2 separate regions of the Mus musculus genome follow, and region 1 is linked to region 2. A link is a contact called in public HiChIP or PLAC-seq data. All regions are on one chromosome and are shown on one strand. The core of a region is the stretch at or near the end of the contact, and the rest is flanking DNA. Distances in the headings are between cores, read along the strand shown.

Region 1 (3,699 bases), core at 1,160-3,659, 140 kb before region 2:
ATGTTAAACTGAGGTTCCAATTCAGGAGGCAGAAGTGGGAAGAAGGAAGTGGTAGGAGACATTAAATCTGGGATTTTCTAGATGTCAGAGAAAGCAACCCTGGCAGTGCATGACCAGGCAGTTTCTAAAACCCCTTGGCCAGGCCTACTAGGCCTTGTAATAATTAGATAAAACCTACCTTCTGCCTTCCCTTGTTCTCCTTGACACCATGGTTTTTTTGCCATGACCAAACAAGTTTGGTTTCCTAGAAGTTCTCTTCCTAACCCCCAAATCACCACAACTTTCCTGTGCCTTCCTGTGTGGCCCCATTTCAGCACTTAAAAAACCTCTCCCAGATGGCCCTCACATTCAGGGATGACTGAGAGTCACTGATTTATCTTAGGTCCTCTTGGCCCATGGTGAGCTTGAGACACTGTGCCCCACCAGGTGTCACCACACCCATGGCAGTACAGCTTCTGTAGCAGCGCTCTGTGTAGTTACCAGCTTCTTATGCTAGTTTTCCTCTCTGTCCTTTGCTCTTCCTGGCACAAGACTTCATATACTTTCCATCCAAATGTCAGTGTGCCTTATTACCCCAAGGAAAGAGAGAAGTCATCTCAGTGTTTTGGCTTATGCCTGTAAGATCTCAAGAGAGGCTGACGTAGGAGAGTCAAGAGTTCAAAGTCAACCTGAGCTACATGTTGAGACACTGTCTCAAAAAGACTCAACAAAACTGAGGAGATGACGCATCCAATAAACTACCTGCCAAGAAAACATGACCAGAGTCCAGACCCCCAGTACACATGTAAAATCAGGGTACACATCTGTAATTTCAGCTCTGGGACATACAAACTTCAGGAGCCCTGGAGTTTGATGGCCAGCCAGGCTGGCAAATAGGTGAGCTTTAGGTTCAGGGAGAGATCCTGTCTTAGAAAATAAGGTAGAGAGATTGGGAAAAACATCCAACATTGAGTTCTGCTTCTCCACATACTTACAAACATGAGTATGTATACTTCTACACAGGTGGACATACATGAACACACGTGCACACACACACACACACACACACACACACACACACACACACACACACACACCAAAAGTATGGGAGATATTCAAGTTGGATCCCAAGGAACCTTCCATTTAACTCAGAGGCAGCAAACACTTTGATTACTGGACAGGAGCCAGAAGCCTGGAAGTGGAACCAGACCATAATTTTACTCAAGACTGTCATAGAGGACCATTATGGGAAAGTCGCATGCCCTGTGAGGCTGTAGCATGGCTCTTGGGGTCTGAGGCCGCTTGCCAGGTTGAATGCAAGCCAACTGTTAGGAAGCACCAGCAGTTTCCCAGTCCATCTCAAAGAGCTAAACACCTGTGTCAGGTAATGTTAGTGCCTCTCTTAGACACAGCGTCTTAATTGCTTTTGATGTGACACATGATGGGAACACATCAGCAGCCGAAACCAGCATGAGACAAGACCCAAAGTGCGCAGTTCAGTTCTACACAGGGGCGATGATTACGGATAACCTGAGTAGTGAGTCAGGTGGAGCGGTAGGGGAGCACCCCTTTGGGAGCAAGCTGTCTTAGAAACACGTCACTCCTAGATGGTCTACTCACTAGGAATCCCAGTAAGGAACTGGGACGCTTCAGTCAGAATGCCTGCCCCTGTTAGAGAGTCACTCCTTAGAGATGGGGTCAGTAACACCATGCCTCTGACCAAAATCAGAGTTCTCATTTTGAAAATAAGCTTTTAGCTGGGAATGGTGCTCTACTCCTGTGATCCTGGCACCTGGAAGGTGGAAACAGGGGCATCAGACATTTAAGGTCATCTTCAGCTATATACTGAATTTAAGGTAGTGTGGGTTATACAAAACCCTGTCTCAAAAACAAAACAAAACAACAACCCACCCCTCACCCCCTGGTAAACAGAATATTAAACTTTTCATACTGGGTAGTCTCCAATTGAAAAAATTTAAACATAGTATTTTCTTTTAAAGTTAGAAATAATCTCTGGGTCCTTTTAACATTAAATATCTGGATATTTAAACCACAGCCATGTGACACAGTTGTCTGGGAGTCAGGACTTCTGAGACATTGAGACCCCAAGTTTCTTTTAGCCCTTAAGGAAGCTCCCTGGTGTGAGGCCCTTCTAGGCTGGCTATGAGAACCATTTCTTTTGAGTTCAGGGGTCACATGAAGCCTTTGCTACTCTCCCGAGGGTCTTGTCTGCACCTGATCTAGCCAGACCATACTGACTACAGCAGGGAAAGCTACACATATGGATCTGGTCTGCACACCACATTCACCCTTGCTTTCCGGGTATAATCATTCAGTAATCACTGCGAAGTGGCTGCTTGTGCCTTAGAATCAGTGGGTGAAGGAGCCAATGCTTACGCAGCACACGGAGACCGGGAACTAACTAGATACAGGCTGTGCCAAGAACAGAGGGCACGCTTCATTCCTAGTCCACAGACCTCTCTGAAACTTCTGAAGACCTCTGCAAAGACTTGGGTTTTGGAAGGGACCAGCACCTTTATTATCCACACATAGTACAATGACCAGATTGTACTAGGCAAGGCACCCCAGAACCACCCATGGAGTGAATTAAGTGGGGGTTGGGAAGCGGAGGTTTTATGAACCCATTCAACCCAGAATTTCAGATTTCTTTATAGCATAATGTGATAACTATGTGTAATCACTGCAGTTGATAACAAATCCTCAGATAGTGTCTGTCAGGAAAGACCTAGTCAAAGCAGGTGGCTCGCTAGGTGCAGAACTTCATCTCACCTTGGGGTCAAAGCATCTGCTGCTCCCTCTGCCCAGAACCCATTTGGTTTTCTTTCGATTGCTTTGAGACAGTTGCATTGTAGCCCAGGCTGGTGCTCATTCTAGAAACCAGCCTGGCCTCACACTTGTTGTGGATAGCCCTGGTGCTAATTGTATTTTGATGCTAATTCCACTTCCCCAAGAGGGGTTGCCTGGGATAATGCATGAATCACATACTCAAGTGACTTCAGGAGAACGTTCCCCTAATAAATAAAGATTTCAGGGGACCAATAACTGGGTGAGGAGTAGGCAGGACTTCCAGGTCAGAGAGATGAAGTGGGGGGGGGGGGAGCAGAAGGAGGAGACTGCCCAAAGGGCAGGTGGAGACCAAAATGTAGGTAGTGGAGGCTCCCAGTTCAGGTGGCAGATCTGTTGGGATCTGCTACCGGAGGATTTAACTTAGAATGGCTTAGAGACTAGGATGCTAGTTGCTGCACCCAGTGCTTGAGTTACCTGTTAATTCTGAACTAAGTTTGTGTGGTGTTTCCCTTCACGCAGCAACTCAACTGGGTTCCAGAGAGAAAGGTACAGTGGCAAAGCGTGGCCCAAAAGGCCTTAGAAATTTGAAAGCGTGGGGCTGGCATGGCAATGGCCCTCCATGGGAACTTAACAAATTGGGTGGAGAGATTTCAGAGCTCAGGGTTAGAGAGTCTGCAAAGATGAGAACAGGCTGGCCTGCCTGATGGTGTCTGGCTGGCGTAGCATGGATTGCTTTCTTAATATTTCACGCAAAACACACTGATGGCAATGCTGCTGTCTCAGCTTCAGATGTGCATTGCTACTCTATCGAGCATATTCTCCTCAAAACACTTTCCTGGGTTGGAGATGGCTCTGAGGCGAAGATCACCTGCTGCTCTTTCAGAGGACCCAGGTTGGGTTCCTGACACCTAA
Region 2 (3,493 bases), core at 404-2,903:
CCACACAGAGCTCCTTCAATCCACTTGCACCTTGACCCACAGCACTGTATATGTATTGTGTCAACTGCATGGATCACCAACCCCTCCTGCTCTCTGCTTTGGACTCTGTCCCAGGAGCCAGGCAAAGACTGAATTCACTCCCTGCTGGAGCCTGGAAATATCTCCACAGAAGACCCCTGAGGTTTTTATTCTCATTCTATCCTAAAGCAGGGAGCACTCTCAAGAAAGATGAAGGAGGTTTGGGTTCACAGGCACATGGGGCTACAGGGCTTCTACCCTGCATGAGGCATTCAAAGTTTAAAATACAGAGTGATTGCCATGGCGAGCCCCACAGAGGAGATGTCAGAATTTTGTTTCTAAGCACAAAGAGACTCTGAGCCAGTTCCAGGGGTTTTCCTGCCTCTGTCTCCCCTGCAGGAGAAAGAGAGAACAGGTGTGCTCCACTGAACTTGGACTGCTCTCTCTCCCTCCCTCCCTCCTTCCCTTCCTCCTTTTCTTCCTTCCTTCCTTCCTTCCTTCCTTCCTTCCTTCCTTCCTTCCTTCCTTCCTTCCTTCCTTCCCTTCCTCTTCTCTCTCTTTTTTCTTTTTCCTTTTTTAACATGTGCTGAGAATCTAGCTCAGTCTTCATGTTTATGCTGAGTCATTTCCCAGCCTCACAGTGATTTAATGTTATGAACCACAAAAGTGAGAGACAAACCTCAAGAGTAGAGTAGACAACTCTACTCTTGAGTTGAGTGGGTGTCCCTCCTGGTTCAGGTTCAGGCTCAGGGGTCCGGTTATAAGTCACACACCTACAGGCCAGGTAGTCATTTCCAGTCTAACAAAGAAATGAGAAGAAATGCTGGTCTATAAGTCTTGCTTCTAGTGACAGCAAGCTCCACCAATTTCCATAGCTCTTGGAAGCCCATGGTTTGCCGTTCTTACACATGACCTGGTTCTGCTTGGATGGCATGGGAAGCTAGCTGAATCCATTTCTTGTCTGAGCCACCGTCTCGGCCAAGTGACAGGGTGAAAAGGCCCTTCAGACATGGCCCAGAATCCAAGCAGCTGTCTCTACTGTCTAAGTATTAATGGCTTAGTTCACTCACAGAGGAGAGAGGCATGTAATGCCCAACAAGCTTAGCCTGATCTGGGGTTCAATTTGAGTTAATCGGCACTGCTTCTGGAATATGCCTATGTGGGTTTTTCTCAGTAAGTGCAGTCAGCAAGTCTGAACGGAGCTCTCCTATGCCGACCCACACAGATCAACTTGGACTTTGCGACATTGCATCATCATAAGAGGACTTCAGGGTGCTCTGAGCCAAGTAGAATTGGCTAAATGGTTAACACATGACTTTAGGAAAAAGCATGGGCACTTCTCAGAGGACGATGGGGCTAAAAACACTGTGGCTACCTCATCTCAAAACCTGAGTGAAATTAAGCCCAGAAACCCTTCATTTCTCAATCATAAGTAAGGATAAAAATTATAAGCAGGAACTAGGATTCATGGGAGACAGAGCCACAGAAGAATCTTTTGGCAGCTTACCAGGTCCTCCTGATAGATGTATTTGAATGTAAACATGAGCTTTGAACCCAAGATGTAAAATGGGGCAGAATTGTTGCCAGTTAAATAGAAAGAAGGTAAATCACCGACATTCTTCACACTTCCGTTAGAGGGCATTCTTGCCTCACAGATGCCTGGGTGTGTTTATCACAGAGAGTGTTTTCTTCCAGGTCTGCAGGTCTGCATTATAGGTGGTCTAAACTGGCAGACTCCATGCCAGGCAAGGCACGCAAAGCTGGGGGGGGGCGGATAATGTGACATTTCTTCCTGCTTTCACATACCCAAGGTAATAGAAATCAGCTTGGCTCAAAACTGTGCTCCTGAGCTCCAGTTCTCCACTCTGTCCCCAACCCCACCCCCACCCCCACCCAGACCCCAAACCTTGTGCACTGCACTGCCAGGGACTGCCAGAGCCTTCCCCAGGGAAGCTGAAATCATGAGAGCCGCTTGATTATTCAGGGAGATTTTGTAAATGCAGCCAAGGAACAGGAAGGTGCCTCAAGTCCTGGGGGAGTGAGGGGCTTTCCTCTCCCTGGGCAGTCACCAGGGCCGCACATAGGGAAGAAAGCCAACAGAAAGCCGTGCATCTTTTGTAACTCCAGAATACCCCAGTGCCAGGATGTCTCCCAGGCAGAGGCTTCCCGAACTCTGAGGCCTCCCACAGGCCAGGCTTCTGTGTGTATGTGAGAAAGGAGCATATGTTGAGTCATACACATACCCACCTAAAGGAGAACGCAGAACACCGTGGCTCTAGAGTTGTTTGTAGAGTGCTCAGTTCTAAAGCCTTAGGCATGAGAATTGGTGTGAACCATGGTGTTGATCTCTCCCAAGGCCTGGCATGATGATGCTTGCTGCCACTGCTTCCAAAGTCTGGCATGATGATGCTTGCTGATGCTGCAGTGAGCAGAAATGCCTAAATACTAAGGGAAAGGGAAACACTTTGTGTGCTGACCACAATGTGGTACTGAGGCACAGGTGGGAGAGGATGAGACATGGGACCAGGAAGCTGCCCCTGTTACATAGGCATACAACCATTGGGTCCTAAACACAGAAGAGAGAGTCCCTTGGCCTTTAACACTGGAGGAGTGCAGGGTAGAGCAAGAAACTTGGGAGTTCTCAAGGCTGACTCTCAACTGCCTCAGTCCAGTTCCCCGTGTTTATGCTTGTAAACAGAAAAGCAGATTGACACAACACTGAGGATAACCTCCTCTACCCTTCTCCTCTCACTCTCCAAACACACACACACACACACACACACACACACACACACACACGCACACACACACATGTATACACATACATGCACATATACACACATACACATGTGCACACACATTCACACATATACACAGGAACACACATACATATGTGCACACACATGCACATATATACACATACACACATATACATGCACACACACATACTCATGTGCACACACATTCACACAGATACACATGTACACACATGCACATGTATACACATATATACACATATACATGCACACACATACTCATGTGCACACACATTCACACACATACACATGTACACACATACACATGTGTATACACACATGCACAAACATACACATATATATGCACATACACTGATGTATGTGACAACTTTGGGTGTCATTCCTTGTTTTTGTGATCTTTGTTTTTGAAACAGAGTTTCTCATTGAATCTCACCAACTAGGTTAGGCTGGGCAGTGCCCCAAGTATCTGCTTGTCTGAGCTGGGATTTCAAGAATGCTGCCCATGTGATTACTAAACCCTGTGCTTGGGCAACAAGCACTTGACCAACTGACCAGCTCAACACCCTGGCTCAACAGTGAGGACTTGGTGTCAAGGCAGTAGCTAGGATTTACCAGTGTTAGAGCATTATTACAGAGAATATTTATCTTCAGGTGACTATAGAAAATCATGTCAAAACAGTACTAGGGGAAAAAAAGCT

Evidence for each region. HiChIP or PLAC-seq counts read pairs in DNA pulled down with a chosen protein or histone mark.
Region 1: a contact with region 2 is called in an H3K4me3 HiChIP or PLAC-seq map of intestinal crypt epithelium, with 5 read pairs. The contact joins two enhancer-like sites. A contact is called at or near these places in 2 of 484 Hi-C or Micro-C datasets (cortical neurons and embryonic stem cells) and 1 of 115 datasets of contacts at active chromatin or transcription factors (intestinal crypt epithelium).

What each region holds. Positions count from the first base shown.
Region 1 is chr6:148,092,016-148,095,714 of GRCm38.p6, reverse strand. The region is part of intron 1 of Far2 (fatty acyl CoA reductase 2); the gene reads right to left. Among named protein-coding and RNA genes, the nearest start is that of Far2os1, 26 kb to the right of the region's middle. Within about 2 kb of position 2,409, at least 4 of the 459 cell types and tissues checked have an H3K27ac peak or open chromatin away from gene starts, as enhancers often do. A contact at or near this core is called in intestinal crypt epithelium, where this site is marked.
Region 2 is chr6:147,951,646-147,955,138 of GRCm38.p6, reverse strand. No RefSeq gene overlaps it. Among named protein-coding and RNA genes, the nearest start is that of Far2, 94 kb to the left of the region's middle. Within about 2 kb of position 1,653, at least 40 of the 459 cell types and tissues checked have an H3K27ac peak or open chromatin away from gene starts, as enhancers often do. A contact at or near this core is called in intestinal crypt epithelium, where this site is marked.